Regions from separate parts of the Oryctolagus cuniculus genome. Here region 1 is linked to region 2. The links are chromatin contacts, called in public Micro-C maps. All regions are on one chromosome and are shown on one strand. The core of a region is the stretch at or near the end of the contact, and the rest is flanking DNA. Distances in the headings are between cores, read along the strand shown. Region 1 holds the start of MARCKS (myristoylated alanine rich protein kinase C substrate). Region 2 overlaps LOC108177460 (a long non-coding RNA gene).

What was found. Hi-C and Micro-C count contacts between places; a contact is called where the count stands out from the background.
Region 1: a Micro-C map of ear pinna shows a contact between it and region 2, with 5 times the contacts expected there. The contact joins the promoter of MARCKS here to the enhancer-like site in region 2. A contact is called at or near these places in 3 of 6 Hi-C or Micro-C datasets (ear pinna, psoas muscle and an unstated tissue).

The regions. Positions count from the first base shown.
Region 1 is chr5:57,566,974-57,573,619 of mOryCun1.1, forward strand. MARCKS (myristoylated alanine rich protein kinase C substrate) reads right to left here and starts at 2,062. Exons shown (of 2, transcript XM_002714938.5): 1 at 1,171-2,062. The coding sequence starts at 1,272. LOC127492986 (a long non-coding RNA gene) reads left to right here and starts at 2,178. Exons shown (of 3, transcript XR_007922863.2): 1 at 2,178-2,846.
Region 2 is chr5:57,502,850-57,509,788 of mOryCun1.1, forward strand. It overlaps LOC108177460 (a long non-coding RNA gene), which reads right to left. Exons shown (of 4, transcript XR_011388575.1): 3 at 5,169-5,338; 4 at 1-2,312. Among named protein-coding and RNA genes, the nearest start is that of MARCKS, 63 kb to the right of the region's middle. Within about 2 kb of position 3,187, at least 3 of the 8 cell types and tissues checked have an H3K27ac peak or open chromatin away from gene starts, as enhancers often do. A contact at or near this core is called in ear pinna, where this site is marked.

The DNA.
Region 1 (6,646 bases), core at 812-3,311, 63 kb after region 2:
CCAAGAGTCCGCAAACAAAGCTCAGGTGGCTTCCCGGCCTCCCAGTCGGGCTAAAACCAACAAGGCTGCGGGAAACCCATTATCTCTTAGGTCTGGCCTCAGCTTCCATGCCCACCTACAACCGTGATTCTGCGAAGACAGGCGCGTCCTGGCAGCTCATTTTGCATTTTTAACGGGTTTAAAGCCTCTTGGCAGAGCTGACTTCCCCCAGTAGGTTGGAGCAAACGAGGCAACTCGGCTTCTGCTCTAGGAAAAGAGGCGTGGTGGGTGCCCAGTGTTTGCGAAGCAGCCACCCATGGCCGACCTCTCGCGCCCACCCAACCGTGGCTATCTGCCTGGGTCCGAGCCGCGCCGGGCGGCCCTCCGCGGGTGGTCGAGGCGCCACGTACCAACAATCCCGACCGAAATGCAACAACTACCTCTTCGGGGCCATCTGGAACGATCCTTAGAGGACCTACCTACTGTTCTCACCCTCGGGATACCGTTTAAAAAGTCAAATGTGTGTGATTCCTCAGACAGCTCCGAATAGCATTTAGGAAAGTGGGAAAACCCCATCCAAAAAATACCGAAACCCTTAAGTCCAGTTCCACCAGCCTCCTTTCCAAGAACCCAGGCACACCGCCTCGGCATACAATAAGACAGCCCTACAACCCTTCCCTACTCGCCTTTATCCGCCGCCATCCCCACTGCGAACCCCCTCCCCTGCACACACACACACACACACACACACGCACTCACACCAGCTCACACATCGAGAAGGCGACCCAGGCTGGACAACAAACGCGAGAGCCACCCAAACACCCCCCGTGTCCTCAAACAAATGAACCTGGCTGTGGAGCGAGGGGGGACACCTAGCTAGTCACGTTCTGCCAGTCTCCAAACCACGCCATTTTAGACGATTTGTCACTCCTGTCCTCCCGTCTACTCAAGAATTAGCCAGGGTTCTCGGGACCCGCTCCGTAGGCGCGGGGTGGGGGTGGGGGTGGGGGGAGATTCTGCCTACGAAAAATAAAGCAATTTAGGCTAGCTTTAACATTCCACTTTCCCACTGGAATCCGGCCACACTCGAGCTCCACCGGCTGCGCCTCGGGCGCGACCGGGAGGCAAAGAGAAGCGTCGAGAGCACAGAAAGACACCCAAGAAATGACCAGAACCACAGGTAGAATTTACCTGCCCATTCGCTTTGGAAGGCGATGAGGCCACCCCCGCCTCCCCGGGCCTCTCCGCGGCGGCGTCTCCCTTCGCTGCGGTCTTGGAGAACTGGGCACCCATGCTGGCTTCTTCAACAAAGAAACTCAACAGATCCAAGAGGAGAAACAAAGGGCCTCGGGTTGGTGTAGCGACGGGGCGAGCAGCAGCAGCGGCGGCAACAGCAGCGGCGGCGGCAGCGGCACTCACACCGGAGGGAGGGGGGTGGGGGCGGTGAAGAGGACAGAGGAGAACCGATTAAATACACTCCGGATGAAAAAATTTTAGTCGAGGAGATCAAAAAGCAGCAGCGCAGGAGGGAGGGAAAAAGGTGGAAAAGTCGAGCACAAAAAAAGGAGCCCAAGTGTAGTTTTTTTTCCAAAAAAAAAAAAGTAATAAAAAAAATCCCAGATTTGTAGCCGCACTGTAGACAAGAGGAAAATGGAGAAATCTCCCTGGTTGCTAATAAGATGCGGGGTCCAACGCCCAAGTGCACAGATGAATGGGCTCGCGGGCGCTGACGCGGCCCCCGCGCGCGCCGGCCAATCCGCGCGCCGCACACAAAGCAGGGGGCGGGGCCTCCGCGCCCGGCGAACAATGGAGCCGCGCTTTGCAAACGGTTTGAAAATCAGCCCCGAACCGAGAATTAATGTCCTCCAAATAAATAAATCAATTAAAAATACATGCCTCTCGCCTCCCTCTGCTTTAAAATGATCCTACGTCCCTTGATTGGCTTGCTTTGTTTGGAATTAATTGGCGCGGGCGGGGGGCGCCTGCAGCCGGGGGGCGGAGAAAGCCTTAACTTGACTCTCGCTGACTCGGGCCGGTCTATATCCGCGTCCGTCGCCGAGCTCGCTCCCCTCCCCCGCCCTCCCCGTGTGTTTATGTGTGTGCGAGTGTTAAAGACAATAGTCGGGATGTGTGTCTTTGCAGCGTGTTTTCTTTCTGCCTGTGCCATCTGGGTTTCACAGATAGTGCGCAGGATTTTTTTTTTCCCTTTTCAACTGCTTGAATTGTTAACTTGTCCCACATTGAAAGGTATTCAGACCACGAAGATCGAATTTCATCAAACGAGATTCCGAGTTGGAATTAGGTCTGTAGGCCAGATGTGGGAAACGCAAAAGCGGCAAACACGTCTTCCCCTCTGTCTCCCACACGGACACGCAACACAGGATTTGGAGATCGGCCTTGGGCGCTCCTCAAATTCCTCCTTTAGCTGTTCCCAATCATTTTTTCCCCCAGAATACCCAGGGAGGACTGTGTACAGAAGATCGCCACATTTGATCACTGTCTGAGTTGCCACGGGTTCCCCGCACAGCCTCGAGTGCACGCATCCATATTTACAGTTGGAATGCTTCTCGCATCCATGTGGGTCGTTCGCAGCCCACTGCCAGAATCTGACGGGTTCTCTCTGGGAACGCGTTTGTTGGCGTGCACGCCAGCGAGCGTGCGCCCCCCACCACCGGTTCGCAGGTCTAAGACGACACTGCCTGCGTGCGGAGCGGCTGCGGGAAGACGCCCGGGCGCTCCAAGTCCAGCTCGGGTTACCAGGAAATCGCCTAGAATGGCACACAGGATGCCTCCATCTGCCACTGCACCCCGGCCCCGCCGAAGCACCAGGCGCTCTTTGTGTGTGAGACACAAGGCATTGATTTAAGGTATCCGAGAGAGGGAGGGAATTCAGGGTACAGACCAATAAGCATTCCTCTACCACCCACACTTTCGCTCGTGACAAAATCAGACCACCTTTTCTCGTTTACATGTGGTGATCACTGCCACGAATAAAAATCTTCCCCTGGTGGAAGCGAGAAGCCATCGAGGGAATGGCTCACTTCTCCCGGTCCTGGCTCTGAATTCTCAGCTTTATTTCCTGCTCATTGTAGGGAAATAGGTCACACTCTGAGTGGGAAAAGACAGTCGTGTCGGGCCAGTAACTCTTTGTCGAAGTGTCGTTTTGCAAACCACCAGGCTGCCCCTCGCCACTTGGCGCGCGAAGGTCCTCTCGCCGTCCAGTGCCCTCGGATGCGCTCGTCACTCACGCAGTCATTCTCCCCAGAGCAGATGGAGAAGCGCATCTCGCCAACAAACGTGTGACCGCCCTTAAGGCAGCCCGCTGGCCCGGCCCCAGACCCCGGCCGCCAGGACGGACGCCAATCCCCAGCAAAGCCAGCGGGGCCGATCCAGCACCACCGTCCACAAGATTCCTAAAACGGTCATTGCAGGCTGCTGAGTTCCCGCCACCCCCACCCCACCGCCCCGTCCCACACCCACTCCCAGCGTGCAGCAGGCCCCTTCCTCTGCAGCCCCCGCCTGTCGGAAACTGGGGGTGACTGCTCGGTCGCTTGCGGATTTTCTCCCAGACGCGTCCTTAGCCTTTCCATTGGGGGGCTGCTTTTTATTGCTCCTTTGTTACCCGGCTGCCGCGGAGCTCTCCCCCCTTTTCTTTCCCCCAATGCCTATTTGACTGGTATCGGCTCGTTTCCCGGGCAACGGCCGGGGACGATTCGGGGCTGGGGCGGGGGGAGGGGCGGGGCGGAGCCGGCGCGGGTCGGGGGCAGCTGCGGGTTGGGGTGGGGGGCGCGCAGGCGGCGGCGCGGCGCGGGGAGAGAGAGGGGCCGGGCGAGAGCGGGGAGCAGATGGCCGGCGAGGGGCGGGCCCGGGCGGGCGGGGCGCGCGCGGGAGCCAATCAGGTCCCGCGGCAGCTCGGGGGCGAGAAGACAAGTGTAAACACGTCGGCTCGGCGCCCCACCCGCGGTCCCCAGCTTCGGTTAGGAACGTTGATTTGCGTGTGATACGAAAGCGCCGGAACTGGCAGGGGAGGAGGTGCGGGCGCTGGGCCTGCCTCCCTCCAGCCTCCCCCACCGCTCCCCGCGTCAGGCCCACCCAGGGGTTGTATTCTGCCCCACGGCGCGCGAGGGGTGAGGAAGGAAGGGCTGGGAGATGAGCAAAGGCCGCTCTTGGGAAGCTACATCATCATAATGGCAGGGCAGGGGCGCCGAGCTGTGCAGCGCGGGAGTTCCTGAGGACTCTGGCGTCCTCACACGCAGAGTATAGGTTTCAAATGAAGCGCCGGAGGTGTTTGTACGCGATGAAAGAGCCCGGAGTGGGTCCTCGTGACAATGCAAGGCGGGTGTCTATAGCCAACTCACGTTTGTTCTTCATGGCGGAGAGGCAGAGCTCCCCTTTCTGCGGGGTCATTCCCCAAATGCCAGCCACGGAGCCAGGCGCTGGATTCGGATCTCTCATGTGGGTGGCAGGGATACAGCTACTTGAGCCACCACCATCACTGCCTGCGGGGACATTGGAATCGGAAGTGAAGCTGGGGCTGGAACCCAGGCACTCTTTGGGTTGTGGGGATCCCAAGTGGGGTCTAAACGCCTGAGCCAAATGGCAGCACCCCAAGAATTTATTTGTACTCACCTTTCACCATGCCCTAGGGTATATTTAAAAATATATATATTTGAAAGGTGGGATTATACAGAGAAGAAAGTGGGAGAGAGGGAAAGAGAGATAGATAATCAATCTTCCAAATGCTTGTTAACTGGCCACAAGGGCCAAGATTGGGCCTTACAGAAGCCAAGAGCCAGGGATTCATGAGGGACTCCCACGTGGGTGCAGGGCTCCGAACATTTGGGCCATCTTCTGCTGCCTTCCCAGGCATATTAGCAGTGAGCTAATACCTAAAGTGGAACAGCCTGGACCCAAACCAGACTGCAAATGGAATGCCAGTGTCACAGGTAGCTGCTCAACCTGCTAAACCATAGAGCTGGCCCCATAAGGTATTTCTAAGATGATGATAATCTGTGCATGGTTTTCTCTAGAGAAAGAATAATTTATCTAGGAGATTTCAGTTAAACTTTTTTCCATAAAATTTTGGAAAGAACTTTGTAGATCATTCCACAAAATCCTGAGGGCCTACTGTGTGCCGAGCACACTGATCAAGGGCTTGTCTTCATAGCAGTGAACATGACAAATGCAGTCGCTAACCTCAGGGAGAGTATATTTAGTTAGATTTACACTTCTAACTACAGTTAAGGTGAGCTGCACCATCTGGCTTTATCCTCTCACCAGAAGAAGAAATAGGCCCGAGGAAATTGCCAGGTTTTTCAAATGGTAGAACCCAAAATAGAGCTTGCTCCCTCATGATTCCAAGTTTTGGCTTCTTCCACCATGCAGGTGCTACCTAGGCTTTCCTTGATGGCACAGATTCACTCAGTAGGTGAGTTTTGCACTAGCAAAGTATTAATTTAGTCCCTGCTGCATACCAACAAGACAGGTTAGACAACAGTTTATGGTAGGGATGAACATGAGCTTGGGCTTGGGTTTTCCTCTCATGTAGCTTACATTTTGTATTATACTGTCTTAAAAGTTGTTGAGATCTAAAGAAGAAGGACAGAATTAACTGTCATATAGTTATCCATAGTTAACTAATCTGTGGTAAATAGCTAAATTATGTGCTGCAAAACCAGTAGCAAAAAATGAGGGCCACTTTCTAGAGTCCAAACTAAAATGCGTTCACCTGAGAGCATTCATGTACTGAGATTTATGAGAATGGGTTCCCATTGTCCAAGTGATGTTACTGTCCATCCTTCATCTCACTGTTGGTTTTTTTTAAATTTTATTTATTGAAAGAGTTACAGAGAGAGGTAGAGACACACAGAGAGAGGTCTTCCATCCACTGGTTCACTCCTCAGATGGCCGCAACGGCAGGAGCTGTGCCAATCTGAAGTCAGGAGCCAGGGGCTTCTTCTGGGTCTCCCATGCAGGTGCAGGGGTCCAAGGGCTTGGGCCATCTTCTACTGCTTTCCCAGGCCACAGCAGAGAGCTGGATTGGAAGAGTAGCAACCAGGGCTAGAACCGGCACCCATATGGGATGCTGGCACATCAGGCCAGGGCTTTAACCCGCTGCACCACAGAGCCGGCCTCACACTGTAGGTTTTTATATTAGCTGAAATTTAATTCCACAGAAATTGTGTAACTTAGAATTTAGTGAGAAGCAAAACACAGATTTTTCAACTCACCCAAAAAATACTTACTGAACTCCTATCATGTGCAGAGAATTTGGGATATGCCAATGAACACAACAGACAAGAAATCTTTATGAAGCCTACATTCTAGGGTCGAGAGACAACTGCAAATTAACAAATACAAGTAAGCAAATTATATGGGATGTGAAAAGTCTATAAATGTGAGGAAAGAGAAACTGACGAAAAGTAAGGGAGAAATTCTAAACAGAAAAGCAAAAACCTCACTGAAAAGATGAACTGAACAGACTCAAAGACGTAAGGGAATTATTAATAGGAATAGCCCAGCCAATGCCTCTGATCCAGCAAAAGAGACAAGAGTAAGAATTAAACAAAAAGATCGCATACAAAGGTAAACTCTAAAGGGAAGTATAGGGTGCTACAAAATAGTGTAATTTAGTAAGAATGATTAAAGTGCATTTATGTGAAACTGA
Region 2 (6,939 bases), core at 1,937-4,436:
AATGTACTGATTGAGGTATCTTATACAAAAAGCCCTACAAACTTGGTTATCTGTTAACGAGTTGTCAGAAGTCCCAAATTAGAATTGATGAATTAAAACATTGAAAAATTATATTAACTTTTGTTAATAATATCAGCAAGCAAGAAACTAGGACCTCAAAAGGAACAGCTTTAATCTCATAATCAAATTGGAAAGAATATTTATAGAAATTCTTTTGTATTTTTCCAGCTAATTAATTTAATGAGAAACGGAAATTGTGGTTAAACTATGAGTGCACCTTAACCGAGATCACTGTTTTTATGTATGAGAGGGTGAAAATAGAGAAAATGCTCCTTTAGGGTAATAATTATGTATTATTCATCATTGTGTTCTTTGTTGTGCTATAGTGAATTCTTATAACATAGAAAATTGTTCACAAATGTGTGTTGTGTAGAATTTGATGTGCTAAGATGCTTTCAGCTACCTGTAGAAAGGGCAGGACTAAACCCCTGTTAGAGTTACATTAGGATTACAATGAGGTTCCTTGCTTTGTTCCTTTGTCATCTGGTGTGTTTTGCAACATTGATCAACCTGTATAACTGAATGATAGCTCTTGCAATCCAAAGAAACAAAGCTGTAATTAAAGTGTAGCATGCGCTGGGGCCAGTGCTGTGGCATAGTGGGTTAAGCTGCAGCCTACAATGCTAGCATCCCTTATGGGCACCGGTTTGAATTCTGGTTGCTCCACTTTCAACCCAGATTCCTGCTAATGCACCTGGGAAAGCAGTATGGCCCAAGTGCTAGGGGCTCTGATACCTACTTGGGAAATTGGATGAAGTTCCTGGATCCTGCTCTGTCAGCCTAGCCCAGTTCCCACTGTTGTGGTCACTTGGGGAGAGAACGAGTGGATGGGAGATCTCTCTTTCTCTCTCCCTCTCTCTGTCTCTGCTTCTGTCTCTGTAACATTGCCTTTCAAGTAAATAAATCTTTAAAAAAAATCCTAGCATGTGTCCGTTTACCTTAGGCTCACTTTATAAAACCCAAGGAAGTACAACACTATTCAAGAAGACAAAAAATCAGTGAGCTAGTTTAAAAGGTTGCGAGCTTTTCAGTACAACCACTTACTAAATGCTAACTGAGAAGACGGGAAGAAGGTGGCCAAATTCATTTCTAGAGTTTTTCAAAGAGGACATGAAAATAGGCTAATGACAGGGGATTCAAACTCAGTAAACACTTATTGAGCATCTGCTTGTGACACTGTACAAGTTACAGTCTTGGTTTGATCCTTACTGCAACAAGAGTGCAACTGCCCTAAGTTAGAAAAGTTGAATTAGAACATTGAGTCAAGTCTACAAAATTAAAGAGGGAACAAGTTATGCAGGCAAACAGGAATGTTTAGAATTCCCCACTGATTGCCCCAGTAGCTGTTAGCAATGTTACAGCCAGGATGGATGGAATATCCAACCTATCCAACCTCTCCATGTGACTCTAATTTTATGCTCCTCAGAATTTAACTCAATGGTCTTCATACCTTAGGGTTTGTAAGATCCACACGACTGGGTTCCATAAACAAACCCATGCTTAATATGGATAATTTAAGGAGTTTTCAAGGGTAATTTTGGCTACACGCAATGTTTAGCTTTCCTGTTCACTCTGGGTGTCACCTGACTCAGAGATGCGATTCCACTGAGTAGGGCGCCAGGACAGGCAGCTGGGCTGGATTTTAGTTCGAGTCAGGATCTGGGGTTGAATAGCCTTCAGGTGGGAAAGCTGCCCACTCCTAAAACTAGCTTACCATTTTCATCAAAACTGGCCTCCAAACCACCTGCAGGGAGTGGTGTCGATTCATACAAATAACTGTTTTCAGAGCTGGGCTTATAATTGCTTAACTTGGCTTCAAGCACTGGTGTCAGCCCCGATCAGGGAGATCATTTTCCCTCAGTAAATAAGGTAGAAGTAGACCAGGTGGTGATGCAGTCCTGAGGCCTCAATGTTGTCTTGAAGGCAGAGTACTTCAGTAATGGCTCTCTCAGGCAGGTCCTCTGCAGGTGGGGGGAATAAACTCCCACACCTGCTTGAGCCCCTGCCGACCTGAGCTACCGCTCTGGTGACGCTAGACCTTTGCACACTGTAGCCCTCTGCATGGCCAACTCCTCACCAGCCCTCAAGTGCCACCGGGCTCCCTCCTCTGAGCAGGCGAGTCCTCTGTGCGGTGGGTCCGGGAGCCCTGATCCTGCAGGTGGAGGGAAGGGCTGCTCCTGGGTGTTCCACCAGCCCTGGGGCTTCCACTTGTGGCGTGGGCTCACCTTTCAGTCATCAGTCCCCACGAAAGACTGCAAGGCAAAGTTAAATGAAGCTTACTTCGTTTCTACACTTCATTCTGCATTTGGATGGGAAATGTACATTTTTGGAATAATTTTGATTTAAAGTAATTTTAAGAGGACATGGGCTCATCAAGGAGGACTTTTTATAATGATAAATGAAGACCTAGCTTTCTTGGAACATTTATAGTATACTAGCTTATGCATTAATTAGGTGATAATTAAATTTTGGTGTAGTCTGAAACTCAATACACACCTTGTTAAACCCTGATAATTACAAATTATAATAATCGTAAATATGGAGATTAATAGTTAATGATAGGCCGGTGCCGTGGCTCACTAGGCTAATCCTCCGCCTTGCGGCGCCAGCACACCGGGTTCTAGTCCCGGTTGGGGCGCCGGATTCTGTCCCGGTTGCCCCTCTTCCAGGCCAGCTCTCTGCTATGGCCAGGGAGTGCAGTGGAGGATGGCCCAAGTGCTTGGGCCCTGCACCCGCATGGGAGACCAGGAGAAGCACCTGGCTCCTGGCTTCGGATCAGCGTGATGTGCTGGTGCCGGCCGCGGCGGCCATTGGAGGGTGAACCAACGGCAAAGGAAGACCTTTCTATCTGTCTCTCTCTCACTGTCCACTCTGCCTGTCAAAAAAAATAGTTAATGATAAAGAACCTATTCAGTAATAATCAAGAAAAATTTTAAAGTGCAAATTCAGTTCTAAGGGAAGTGGAACATGACTCGTTAGTTTCTTAAATAGACATACGGCAGAATGATCAAGTGGTAAAGAACACTTTGACCACAAGAGGGAGCTCTTCCCTTAAAAAATAGTTGGCGCAGCCCTGGTTTCAGCAAGCGGCACTGTGGATTTTTAATTCTGGCGTGGCGTTGTTTTTGGAGGCTTCTTCCACTACTAACAATGCCAGAGGGGTGGGTAAGCGACAGAAGTTGTAAATCAACCGGAATATATTAGAACTGGCCACGAATGCTCGAAAGGGTGACCTCTAATTATACTTATTTAAAGTTACGGATTTAATTTTCGGTTTTCTCCGAGATCATGAAGTATTTTTTTAACCTCCTTTCTTTGAAAAGCCGTGTTGTCTTCCAGAAACGAAAACTGAGAAATTATTTATTTTGGTTTCACTTATTCAAGGAAAAGGGGAGTTGGTGCCATAATTTTATCATTGTGTGGACAGGAAGAGTCCCGTTGGCCCCCGCAGTGTCACTTTGGTCAACTTCCCCTTAACCCCAGCCTCACTGCCACGTCTGGATCTGGGGTTTGCTGCTTCTCCCCTGGATTGTCCGACAGCTTCTTTACAGTCTCCCCAGTGACCGCACACCCCATCTAGTGTGTCTGAGATGTAATGTACTTTATACATCACTTCCGGGATAATTTCCATGGAATATATTTGTTCACCACATCACCTTTCACTTTTTCAGTAGCTGGCTGTTTCTGCAAAACAAATCTGCGGGCTGCAACTCAGCATTGCAGACCCAGGTCAACACCACCTCCTGCTGAAGCCCCTGACTCTGGGCTGGGCTGGAATAATTCGCATCTCTCTCCCTCTCCCTCTCCCTCTCCCTCTCCCTCTCCCTCTCCCTCTCCCTCTCCCTCTCCTTTTCCCTCTCCCTCTCTGACCTGTGGCATGTTTCCTGTCTGTGTTATTTTCTAGTTGTTTGTGAGCACATCTCATATTACCTCCAAGACCAACTTCCTCAAAGGCGTGAATCCTGGCTCAGAAGCCAGACAGAAAGCTTGGCCTCAGCAGGTCCATGGGAATGAAGGCCTGCTTAAGAAAGCCAGACTTTCTGGGGGCAGAATTGAAAGAACTGGGTGTTCTGGCTGCATCACAGGCTGCCTCAAAACTCAGCTTATTAACAGCCTGGGAAAGCAGCAGAAGATGGCCTACGTGCTTGAGCCCCTGCTACCCATGTGGGAGACCTGGAAGAAACTCCTGGCTCCTGGCTTCAGCCTGATTCAGCCCTGGCCATTGTACCCACTTGGGGAGTGAACCAGCAGATGGAAGATCTCTCTGTCTCTCCCTCTCTCTCTATAACTCTGACTTTAAGATAAATAAATAAATCCTTAAAAAACTTTATTATCTCTAATATATAATATATTCATATAATATTATATTATGTATTAAATATTACGTTATTAACTATGAACTTATTAGTATTTATCAAGATTCTGGGAGTTGAGTACACTTAGGTGAGTGCCTGCCTCTTACCAACAGTGATCACAGCCTGGTGAGGCCTGGGCAGAAGCAATCTGGATGCTCCACCAGGCTGAGTGTCCACGGTGGCTTCCTTTATATATAAAAAAATGGGAACCTTTATTTTATTTATTTGGAAGGCAGAGTTACAGAGAGAAAGAGAGAGAGAGAGAGAATGAATTTCAATTTGCTGGTTCACTCCCCAAGAGCCAGGGCTGGGCCAGGCTGAAGCTAGGCGCCATAACTCCATCCGGGTCTCCCACTTGGGTGACAAGGGCCCAAGGACTTGGACCATCTTCTGTTGCTTTCCCAGGCACATTAGCAGGAAACTGGATTGGAAGTGGAGCAACTGATTCGAACCATCACTCATATGAGATGCTGGCTGTGCAGGCAGAGGCTTAACCTGCTGCTCCACAACACTCCCTCCTACCCCCCCCGCCCCTCCCCCATCGTAGTCTTCATTTCTCTGTCTGGTTCCCTGGGCTGAAGTGGCTGAAATCTCTGGTGGTTTGCTTAGCACGTTTCTCTCTTCCTCCATTTGGCTAACTTGGGCCTCCTCAGTGCGTGCTGGGCTTAGACTTCTAGCATGCGGCTGGCTTTCCACAGAATGAGCATTTCAGAAGAAACAGGTGGAAGGGTCGAGGCTTTTTCATGTGCTAACCTTGGAAATCCCACGGATTGCTTCTTTCAGGTGGTGCCCAGGACCGGAGAGGGAGAGGATCGCACAAGAGCCTGAATCCTGGGGGCTGAGGTTCCTCCCGAGGCCCTCTCTGCAGCTCAGCTTCCTTACCTGGTAGCATTTTCAGCAGAGGAAACACTCCAATCTGAGGTCTGGAAGGCAGAAACATAGACCAGTTAGAATTGGTAGTGGCCAGGGTAACGGAAGCTTCATTTCAAGACAAAAGCAATGGCGAATTGCTATTGGTTAGTACTCATATGTCCTCAAATCCTTTTACTCTCTTCTCTTGGGGAGGAGGGTCCATCTTCTTGACCCTGAAAGTGTACCGATTTTCTGACTTTTTTGTCTGATAGAGTATAGCAAATAATAATAATAATAATAATGCTATGTGACTGCCAACACACCATCAAAACAGATGAGTCAGGTTTTTTAAACAAAATTTAATATTAATTAATTTGAGAGACAGAGAGAACACGTGCATTTGCTGGTTCACTCCTCAAATGCCTGCAATGGGTGGGATAGCTGATACTGACGGCTGGGAACGCAGTCCAGGTCTCCCACTTGGGTGGCAGGAACCCAACTGCTTGAGCGCTATTTCTGCTGCCCTCCCCCCCACCCCCCCAGGGTGTGCATTAGCAGGAAGCTGGAGTCAGGAACTTGGGCCAAGCGTGGAACCCAGGTGTTCCGAACTGACACGGAGCGTCCTCACTGGCTTCTTAACTGCAAGGCGCAAGCCCCGCCCCCGCCCCCATGGTGCATTTCCTGTCTTGCTCTTTGGAATCTTTGTTCTTGAAAGCTTTGCTTTCTTTGCAGTCTGATTCCCTGGAGGCTGCCATGCTGTGAGGAAACCAAACTAGGAGACACATAGGGAGGTCCTGAGCTCACAGGAGAGACAGGTCACACCCAGCCGAGCCCTTCTCCACACCCTGACCCCCCGGGACACTGTTTTGGGGTGACTTTTCATGCGGTGATAGATCGCTGGAACAGGTGAGGACGGCGAAGAGCAACTTAGTGTTTACTGACTGCATGGTTTGCCTGCCTCTATCCTTTTGTCTTTTTGTTTCTAACAAAACAGACTCGTCACGATGCAGCCACCATTACCCACGTGCTCCCCTTGGCACACCTGCCAAGGCCCACCGTGCACGAGCTGCTCCCCCTGGCCCTGCTGCTGTGCCTCCTGCCATGGCTCCACCTCACCTCTGCCACATCTGAGTCACAGTTTCCAGAGCAGGAAACTCTTGCCAAGATTTACGATTTAGACTTCCTGCCTTTTCGTCTCCCTTTCAATATTAGCTTTCTTTTTGTTGGTGGTGATAAAGTTCTTTTTAAAATATTTATTTATTTATTTATTTGGGAAGTGTAGAGTTCTAGAGAGACAGAGGAAGAGAGAGAGAGAGGTCTTCCATCTGCTGGTTTACTCCCCAAATGGCTGCAATGTCCGGAGCTGGGCAGATCTGAAGCCAGGAGCCTGGAGTTCTTCCAGGTCTCCCATGTAGGTGCAGGGGCCCAAGGACTTGGGACATCTTCTACTGCTTTTCCAGGCCATAGCAGAGAGTTGAATTGGAAGAGGAGCTGGGACTCAAATCGGCTCCCATGTGGGATGCCACTGCTGCAGGCGGTTCAATGTTAGCTTTTAAAAATTGTCTTTATTTGAAATGCAGGGGAAGAGAGAGAGAGAAAGAGAGAGAGAGAGATCTTTGATCTATTGGTTCAAGTCCTCAAATGCCTGCCTGAACCAGGTGGTCCTGACAAG